Linked DNA regions of Hordeum vulgare: regions 2 and 3 are each linked to region 1. The links are chromatin contacts, called in public Hi-C maps. All regions are on one chromosome and are shown on one strand. The core of a region is the stretch at or near the end of the contact, and the rest is flanking DNA. Distances in the headings are between cores, read along the strand shown.

Region 1 (3,308 bases), core at 393-2,892:
GATATAACCTTTCAAAAATTCTATAAAAATTTGGGGATGTCAAGTAATGCATGTAATTCACTTTTATGCTAAAACCCAACTTGGTGCTTTGGAAAAATTTAGCAAAACAACTCTTTTTTGTTTTTGTCCACTTTGGTACTTTGTACTACAACCATGTTTTGCTTTGATCCATTTGTCTTGAGAGTTCTACTCCTAGTATTCCACCCAAGAAAACCCTTAATTCCATGAGATGAGATCCATTGGGATATTTTTTGCCCATGTTTTAATGCCCCATGTTTCTGACCACAAAAGGTTTTCTCCAAAATTTGTACTAACAAATTTCTCCTTTGATGTAACTAACCTTGCCATCATGAATAACCCCCAGAGAGACCCTGGTCTGGAGTTTGTGGACACTAACAAATCCCATTAGAGACCTGTCGCAATTCATCAAGCACCTGTAGTGCATGGCGAATTCTGGCATAGTTCCAATGCTCCACTCAGAGTTTGATGGCCTGACCAAACCACCATGTCTAGCAGGTTTTCTCTAACACCTAGTATATCTGTGTTAAGTTTGAGCCTCATTGTAGTCATTTTTAGAGTGCCGACATTTCGCCGAGCACCTTGCGAGTGTGCTGTGGGCGTGTCCAGGGCGCGTCTTCTGCATGCCTTCGCACCGAGCTGCCGTGTCACCAACCCCGAGCCCTGGCCTCTTTCCCTCACGCAGTGCCACGCCCCTCGACCTCTCCGAGCCACGGGAGCCGTCCCGACCGCCACCTGCAGCCCCGCAGCACCGCCGGCAGAGCTCCCTTGGCAGCTAGTTGTAAGCTATGGATGGTACCGGACATGGCAGCGTCACCCAAGCCATCCCTGACCGCCAGCTGCCCCTGGTCTCCTTTCCCTTGCACCACCTAATGTTGCTAAGTCCTGCTGCTGCCCTACTGCACTCTCCTACTGCCCGTGCCGCAATCAAGCGCAGCCGTCGCCGGCAAGGTGATGTGGCTGACGCCCGCTTCGGTCGTGCCGTGGCCAGAGCCACCCAGGCATTTCCCTTGTGCCGATAGCTCTTGGACCACCCTTGGAGTAGCCTAGAGCCCCGCCACATTGCCTCGGCAATAATGGAGGCGTACGACGATGACTACCGTCATTCTTATCCCCGGAGCCGCGGGAACCGACTCTCCCGGCCTTTTTAAAGCCCCCTCCCCGAGTTCTAGCAGAGTAGAGTTCCTCCCCCAACCGTAGGAAGCCCCGACCAGCATCAATTCAACCAGAGACGGTCACATTGCCCACCTCCGACAGAAATGGCCGCCGCCACCCTCCTGCTAAATTCCGGCGTTCCGGAGCTTCCCCCTCTCCATAACCTCACTTATAGCCTAAACATGGCCTCTAGAACCCATTCCAATCGCCAAATTTAGCCGGGATCCGCCATAGACCAAAGTTCCAGCGTGCCGAAGCTCCACCCACCTTTGGTGAAACTCTGCTCACTCTAGAGCTTCCCCGAGGTTCTATCCCCCTCCCTGCGATGCGGATTTCTTCCCTGAGCTCGTGGATGGGCCGAGCGGCAGGAACGGTGCCCTGTGCTGCCGGCAATCATCGCCGGAGTCGTGTCTGCCACTGTCCCGTGTGCGCGGGAGGAAGGAGAAGAACCGGACAGGCGGGCCCCGTCTATCGGTGAATCAACCGATGCCAAGTGGCGCAGCCCCGCCTTTACGCTTTCCCTATTAGGAGACGTTCTCCTGTAAGTGTGCGTCCCCTTCTGAAAGCGTATTCCTTCCTAAGCGCTTTTATTTTCTGATTTAATTAAAAATAGAGTTTGACCAAAACTTTGACTAGCTCTAACTTTTAAAGAAAATTCTGATTGGACTGATTCTTTTTCCTACCTCTCTCAAATTGCATCTAGTTTATTTTAAGATTTATTTCAAAAATATTGAAACAACTTTTGTGTGCTATTTGAATTTGTGTGTTAATTCAAATATTTTCAAAATTGGATGTGTAAAAGAGGAGACTCACTTCAAGAATTTCGGGGTGCCACCAACTTCCTCAACTCCAAAGGCAAGCATCATGAACCTTGATATATTTTAGTGGTGTGTGGTTTGCTTGTTGTAGTAAGCCTTATGGTTATATTAAATAAGTGGTGATATTTCAGGTGGTAATCATGCATGTGGCTATATGATCAAAAGTACAATTATTGCATGATTGAGATGCTTGGGATAGTAGTCACATTCGTCTGCCACACATGCTTACCGGATGGGATCCAAAGAGAGTCGGGTCTCGTGGAGATACGATTTTGGAACTGACATCTCGTGGGACGAGAATGTTCACCGGGGCATGTTGGGGCACGAAGGGTAGTGACTCTGTTTGCAGGAAACACTTTGATGGTGCTAATAATGCAGGGGATAAGTTGAACCTCGTGAGTCGACCGTAGATCAAGTCTTGTCAGTGCGTCACCTTAACCCATCCGTGCTGCCACATGTCTTCCTGAAAGGGAATATGGTTCAGTAGGTCGTAAACCTATTACCAGGTACACAACAAGTAGAGGGGCCGGGATGAAGGTATCCATGGTCGTGGACTAAATCCAGTCATCCGGTCACGGGACATGGGTGTTTTTGGTTTGGGATCGAGAGGGAAGAGATCTTCCCTTGTAGCGTGCGGTATAAATTTGATCCCATGCTAGTCGAGGTCGGAGCCTCTCCGTCTTATGGTTTTTCCCTGGCAGCGTAGTCCGGGTGAAGCCGGACTTCGCGGGGGTAAAAATGGGTGTGTACTAGTTCTGATTGCTTACTTATGACAAACCATACACGGGATTAGTCCGAATGATTATTTGGAACCCGTGGGCTGTGGGAAAAGAGTACACCCTGTGTAGAGTCAAAACTATTCGAGTAGCTGTGTCCACGGTCAAGGATGAGTGTTGACTAGTCAAGTGTCGGTCCAAGTGTCGATCTTCGGAGGAAGTTAACAAAATTGTGAAACAAATCATGAAATATGGTGGATGATCATATCTATTATTTTTCTATGGAGTGACCCCTATGATTATGTTGAATATCCCTAGGACGGTTCTACATCCTGTATATTCAATATTTATGATTGTCGTATATAATCCCTTTCTGTGGCGTCGCTTAGACGCGTGACTTTGGCAACTGTTATTTATTTCATATAAGCACTTTCTATGATGTCACTTAGATGCCCGACTGTGGCAACTATTATTTATTTTATATAAGCCCTTTCTGTGGTGTCGCTTAGACGCCCGACTATGGCAACTATTATTACTTGCATGTGAGCCCTTTAGGCGGTGCCGCTCCGATGCCCGACTGCGGCACATATGTTATTACTTA
Region 2 (3,308 bases), core at 324-2,823, 500 kb after region 1:
CAAAAAATATTCATATCTTCTAAACCCTAACTCCATTATCAACATCTTACATATGAGAATTGATTAGAAAAATGCGTAGAATCTAAATATGATGTTGTTTCACATGTTAATATTTTAACAATGCTATATTTAGAATGCAACATTAATCAGCAGTGAGTGACGTGTCTTTCTTTTGTATCGGTGTCAATTTAAATTAGGAATGAACACCTCAACAAAAACAAATTAGAGATGAAAGAAATCATCTACGACCATGCATGTTCGAGAGTGAGAAGAAGGATAAACAACAAGACTAATACGATGTCATGTTAAAATAAGGGAAATGTTTATACACGGCACCTCGGCCGAACCGTTTCGGCCGGACGCACCGTGTTTGTCCGATCTGGGCGGATCGCGCGCGTCCCCTCTCTACACGTCGCCGACGCCCCCTCCCCTCACGGGGGCGTTGCCGTCGCGTGTGTCCCCTCTGCGCGGTCCGCCGTCGCCCCTCCCCCCGCGCAGGCACCGCCGCACTCCCTCGTGCCTTCGTTGGTGTCCCCTTTGCGCAGGACGCCGTCACCCCCCTCCCCCGCAAGCGCCGTCGCACGTCCTCGTAACCTTCGCTGGCGCTGCTGCAAAACCACCATCGCCGGTGCTCGGGCCGAGCCACGGGGGAGATGCCATGGTTGCCTCCTTCCATGGACGGATCTGTGTGTATGCATCTATTAAAAAAAGCTACAAGCAGTGTGCAAAAAGCTTCAAACGGCATAAAAAAGCTTCAACCGTTGATAAAAAAAGTTACAACCACGTCCGTGAGAGTTGCAATCAAACTTCGACGGAGTTGTACCCGGAGTTGCAACCATGATAAAAAATGCTGCAACCATTATAAAAATTTGCTACATCAGTCATTCTTTTTTGTTGCAACCGTATTATTTTTTTGCTACAACCGTTGACATGGGCGAGTTGCAACCATGATAGAAAAATGTTGCAACCATTATACAAATTTGCTACATCTGTCGTTCTGTTTTGTTGCAACCGTATTGTTTTTTACAAGGGTTGCAACCATGAGCGCACGCTGCTGCATCCAGGAGGTTAGACATGCACGAAGGCGACATAGGTGAGGGCGGCGACCAGCAGCGACCGACGGTGAGGGCGACCAGTGGTGAGGAGGCGAGGTGAGGCGGTCGGCGCGTGCTGGGGCGTCGGGGCCTGCGAGACGGGCCTTTTCCCTTTCGTGTACGAGAGGTTGAAGATATAGGAGGTTGGGAACGACGGGATCTGACGGCTCGAGGTATCAAATCTGACAGCTGGAGCACTACCGACCCAACAGTTGGGCCGACGCGCCGGTGGAGAGTGCTGCCCTTAAAATAAAGAGCGTGAACCTACTAAGGTTTTGAGTCACGATTATTATGTTTGAAGCATGTGATATTTTTTCTTTGTTAACAGACTCTTTTACTAGTACTTTAAAAGGAAATTCTTGCCCGTTGATCTAGCATTGCTCGTACGCGCGGGGCCGGCCAGTCCGTCTCCAAATGTTTCCCACAAAAGAATCTGGTGAAGAAAAGAAGTGACTCTACCACACACGGAAGCTGGCCAGTCGTCAGTGTGCGCCTCTTTTTACACTACTGCTACCCAGCTTCGCTCTCTGCTATTCTCACACAACCCAAACCCCAAGCGCACCCATCAGCTTGCCTTGAGTGCTGCCATGGCTCGCCTCCTCCCTCTCCTTCTCGCCATCTTCCTCCTCGCCGCCACCACCGCCCACTCCCAGTCTCCTGCCGCCGCGCCCTCCTCCTCCTCCCACTCCGGCGCCGTCGCCCAGTCCCCCACTGCCGCCTCTCCAACCACCACAGGTACCCCAGTCCCTTCATCGTCCCAAAACCCCATCTCCACCTCCCCCGCCGCCTCCCCCTCCCACGCCAGCACCAAGATCACCTCGCCGGCCGCTGCCCCCGTGCAGGCCACCGCTCCACCAGCATTGCCTCCCCCCACACCCGCCCCCGTAAGCTCCCCGTCGCCCACATTACCGGTCCCGGCCACCGCGCCGGCAACGTCTCCCCCGGCACCGGCGCCCGTCACGGCCGCTCCCACATCGCCGCCACCGATGGCTGCGCCGGCTCTCTCTCCCCCCGCGCTCGCCCCCGCGCCGGCACTGTCGACGTCCCCTCCGGCCCTCGCGCCGGCGCCCGTCGTCGTCCCCGCCCCGGCTCCGTCGCCGAGCAAGAAGCCCAAGACCAAGAAACACGTGGCCCCCGCCGCGTCCCCCCTATCCGCCGCTTCGTCGCCGACCACCGGCCGCGGCCTCGCCCCCGGGCCCGGCCCCTCCGCCGCCGACATGTCGGTACGTATCCCCGCACCCATTTACTACCGCACTGCTACACGATCCACGTACACGCGCTTGACGGATCCCTGCCGGCGGATTCCAAACCCGGCGCGCTAAACCGGATTTGATGGCCTCTGCCTCGCGCCCGCCTGCAAGGGCCCGTGTGTCAGCGAGTGGACGTCCGGTCAACAAGACCACCCGGACCCACCCTGCACGCATGGGAGATTAATACCCTCTGGACACGTGGAGCCATCCAAGTGGTGGTCCATTTTCATTACGCTAGTAATATTAGTACTTCCTCCATCTCAGCATGTATCTAGCTTGTCGATTTGACCAACTTAATGATAAACATATATTAAAAAGAATATATCATTAAAAACTTTATATGTTTTATTTTTTAATGATATAATTTTTATATTAAAAATAAATTTTATATAAGTTAAATTAACGACCTAGGTACACACACTACTCTATTATTTTTTAGCTGCTCACTGTCTGACTGCAACCTTGGCCCTACTTGCAGAGCGACGCGGCGCGAGACCACCACAAGGCTACGGGTACGGGAGGAGCGGCGCTGCTGATGGTGGTTCTCGTTTCGCTGACGCTGGGCCCGGCGCTGGCCTGAGCTACCTGAGGATGGCGGGTGGGGTCACTCGTCAGGCTGTCCACCGGCCGCTGTTACTATCGCTGCCACTGTTATTACCACTACTATTAGCGTCGGCGCCACTGTTCCAACCACTAGGCCTACTCCACTAATTTTTGCTTGGACCCTGTCAGCTGCATCTGATCTGCAGCACACCGTTGCTACTTCGATATTATTATTATCTTATTACCATGCTCTCTAGCTTATTTACCACTGCATTGCAATGGACACTTTGGATGTGCGTTATATAGTTGTGCGAGTGATTGTGAGTCAATCTGGAAGCCTGGTTGTTTGCTATCGTTGTGAATCTTGTGGCTGAGTGTTGTGGGTTTGGACTGGATTTTCAGATTGTTTGGCTGGTGCAGT
Region 3 (3,308 bases), core at 576-3,075, 430 kb before region 1:
TCTCTGGTTTCGTCATGGTTGTCTTTGTTCGGCCTGCTTTTCTTTTTTGGGTTTTTCATTTAAAAAAAAAGGTAAAGAGGTTTAAAAAATTATGAAAAAATTAAAAGTGTTCAAACTTAAAAAAAATGATCAAGTTTCTTTCAAAAAATATTCACAAAAATTAAAATAGGTTCACTATTTTTAGAAAATGCCTCTATTCTCATGAAAGGCTGATGCAAAAACCCGTGAAACCAAAAGACCAGATAAAAATTGCTAGAAACCAATTAGTGACAGCATGGACCGACCCATATAGCGATCGACTGGACTATTTCGAAATGTCAGGATATGCTACGTATTTCTGGGCCGGTCCAACAGGGGACTGCCGTGAGCGTCAGTTTGATTAGGCAGCGATGAACGCGCGGAATAGGAGGTCTTCATAAGGACCTTCTAATGGGCTTTTAAATATTAAAAGAAGTCCACTAGCCTGGCTTTGTTAGGGCATCTCCAACAGTTTGTTGGTTAGGTTGTTGGTAAAATATGCCATGTCATCAACCAACACCTTAACATACAACTACTTCAATGGGTTGTATCTAGTTTGCCCAATAAGATGTGATGTAATAAATAAGGTGCTCTCTCATTCTACATTAGAGCTTGTGCAAGGGTGTTGGTTAATTTACATACAACCTTGCTCTCTTTCCTCATTTATTGCATGACACATCATCAAAAATCATATGTGTCAAAATTACCAACAACTATCTTACAACCATTGGAGATGCCCTTACATGCTGTTGTATACACGACGAGGAGTCCATCGAAAATCGAAAATAATATCTCAGTGCACCTCGGGCGCTTCCGGAGTGAGGCAAATCTTTATTCACAGTGCGACTCTCAAGAGCGAAAATTGTGAGATTTCGGCTGCAATATCATGGCCGTGGACCGGTTCATCAAAAGGGTAAGATACTAGGAAGGGTGTGTCTAGGTCTCAGTCGACTAAGTCTTAGTCAAGTGGTATAGTAGTATGCAAGAAGAAAAAACTACAAAAAATTATCTACACGAATCTCAATGCAAAATCAACGAATTATAGTATCGATTGAGACCAGAGAAGTCTCAGTGAACTGATTTTTAGAGCATCTCCAACAGAAACAGTAAAACCGCACTGCGCGTGACAAATCGTCAAAATGATGCGTTCGCGCCTCCGTGCGCTCTTCAGCAGTGGTGGTAAAATAGCGCGCGCAAAAAATTTGGTCCCCGCGCGGGGGGTTAAGTGGCAGCACGCGTTTTAAATGCCGCGTCCAGTATAGCTTGCGCCACTCACCGTCCACTTCTCTTCCCCCCTCTCTCTCTTCTGCATTTTATCTAACGCCTGTTGGAGTGCGTTGTATCCAGCGTTTTAATTTGACGCCTTCGTTGAACCGCACCACCGTCGCGTGCGGGAAAGTAATGAATGTAGCGTTCGATAAAAGAAATGCCGCGCGTGAATTAAGAGTGTTTGTTGAAGATGTTCTTAGCAAAACCGTACTAGGAAAACATGGCAAGCCTCTATTTCAATCCTACTGAGTGCCGACGAGATGTGCACCGCCAAAGATGTTCATCTTTCTTGCTCTTCCCGCCGAAGCAGAACGATACTCTGTCTTCGTCAGCCTAGCATTGCCATGGTCAAATGCACGCGGCTACGACTACGATACTACACCGAACGAGCGCGACAAACAAGCACGCCGAACCCCGTGCGACCTCATCACGAAACGCGCTGCAGCTAGCCGCCGAGGCAAGCGTCAGGCCTATGCGCTGCGCTAGCCAGCCAGCCGCTGCATGCATGCATGCAAGCTAATTTGGGCTTTTAACGGCCAGTATATCCCTGTCCGGTAGCCATCGGAAGGGAGCTAAGCTAAACTAAATTAAACGCCAGCTTCGGGCCAAGATCGGTCCGATGACGTACGGCCTTGGGGTTGGACATCGGTACGTGATCCGTAGCGGCCAGCGCCGATGCAGCCATGCATGGCATGCAGCCCTGTCTATACGTGCCTGTCGGATGTCCGTCCGTTCAGAAAGCGGCATAGCTAGACTTGCTTGCCTACCGTCCCTAGCCGCAGCGCATATGCATGCATACCTACGGGCGGCGTTAGAGGAAGTACAATAGTATAACCATCTGCTGTGTCATTGTCATGTCATCTATAGCCATTTTATAGCTAACATGTACAATATTCATTATAAAAGTGTATTACTTCTTCATTATATGATCCATCTTTCATACTCACAAAATGCCTAGGAGCACGTGCTAGAGCTGGCTCTTAGCTAAGAGCCCGCTTACCTTCTCTCCCCTCTTTTTTTTCTTCTAACTGAACAAAAATATATTAGTTTATTCCTTATAGCCAGCTGACTCAGCTTTATTGTACTTGCTCTTATACTGATGACAGGCATATGCATACATGCTATGCTTCGACTTCGATATTTGCATCACGATGCCTGCGGATTTCGGCTTAATTTGTAGATTTCTTTGGCTTAATTTGTCCTGGTCTGACTGCGAATTTAGCACACACATTTGTCCTCCACCTAACTAAAAGCATCTTCAGCAGAACCCCTAAAACACTCCTGGCCTGTAAAACTCGGGCCGATATACGGTTTTAGGGCAACGGAGAGGCCGGAAGCTCGAGCAAAGCCGATGGTATGATTGTTGCCAGTGTAATTACACATAGGTCAAGGTTCTAACTCAATTTACTCTTGTTGGATCAAATCTTTGTGAATGGTTTAAATAGAGTGGATCAAGCCCAGTCAGTATACTCCGTGATTTTACCTAGAGTGGATCAAATCTTTGTGGAGTATTGTTTATTGGTTTATTTATCTTGTTTTCCATTTTCATCTATATAGAGTTATAGACAGTATATATCAATATATTGGCGTTGATTTCACGCTGCGCCTGTAATGAGCTGCAGCAAGCCTATTTCGTAGTAATATCTACCTATCTTGAACCTCACTACTCCTGGCTTCTTTCATTCGTCAACACACACCCAATCAACCAACAGCCAACCAAGAAAAGAAGAACATGATTAGCTAAGATCGCGGTAAAATCCTGGCAAAACGTACGAATCCAGTAAATCCTGACGCGGCCGGCCACCTTACACACATTTCACCCACCTCTTTTACTGCCCGCCTTACGATTAAAGTTACACCTCTCGTGCACGTGCACACCACTTCCACGATCGACATTGCTAAGCTAGCGTTGGGTGGTTAGCTAGCTAGCTTCCCTTTCACTCATCGATCAGCTGATATTATTACATGGTACTGTACCACCATATCTATGGGCACTTTGCATGCTGTCACAGTGTTGTCAG

Evidence for each region. A called contact is a pair of places that touch in the nucleus more often than the background predicts.
Region 2: a contact with region 1 is called in a Hi-C map of seedling, with 4 times the contacts expected there. The contact joins the promoter of LOC123395571 here to the enhancer-like site in region 1. A contact is called at or near these places in 3 of 6 Hi-C or Micro-C datasets (leaf and seedling).
Region 3: a contact with region 1 is called in a Hi-C map of seedling, with 4 times the contacts expected there. The contact joins two enhancer-like sites. A contact is called at or near these places in 1 of 6 Hi-C or Micro-C datasets (seedling) and 1 of 1 datasets of contacts at active chromatin or transcription factors (embryo).

Annotation. Positions count from the first base shown.
Region 1 is chr5H:71,846,764-71,850,071 of MorexV3_pseudomolecules_assembly, forward strand. No RefSeq gene overlaps it. Among protein-coding and RNA genes, the nearest start is that of LOC123395714, 130 kb to the left of the region's middle. Within about 2 kb of position 1,643, at least 2 of the 3 cell types and tissues checked have open chromatin away from gene starts, as enhancers often do. A contact at or near this core is called in seedling, where this site is marked.
Region 2 is chr5H:72,348,215-72,351,522 of MorexV3_pseudomolecules_assembly, forward strand. LOC123395571 (vegetative cell wall protein gp1-like) reads left to right here and starts at 1,574. Exons shown (of 2, transcript XM_045090584.1): 1 at 1,574-2,317; 2 at 2,823-3,216. The coding sequence starts at 1,682. The coding sequence ends at 2,924.
Region 3 is chr5H:71,415,891-71,419,198 of MorexV3_pseudomolecules_assembly, forward strand. No RefSeq gene overlaps it. Among protein-coding and RNA genes, the nearest start is that of LOC123397542, 180 kb to the left of the region's middle. Within about 2 kb of position 1,826, at least 3 of the 3 cell types and tissues checked have open chromatin away from gene starts, as enhancers often do. A contact at or near this core is called in seedling, where this site is marked.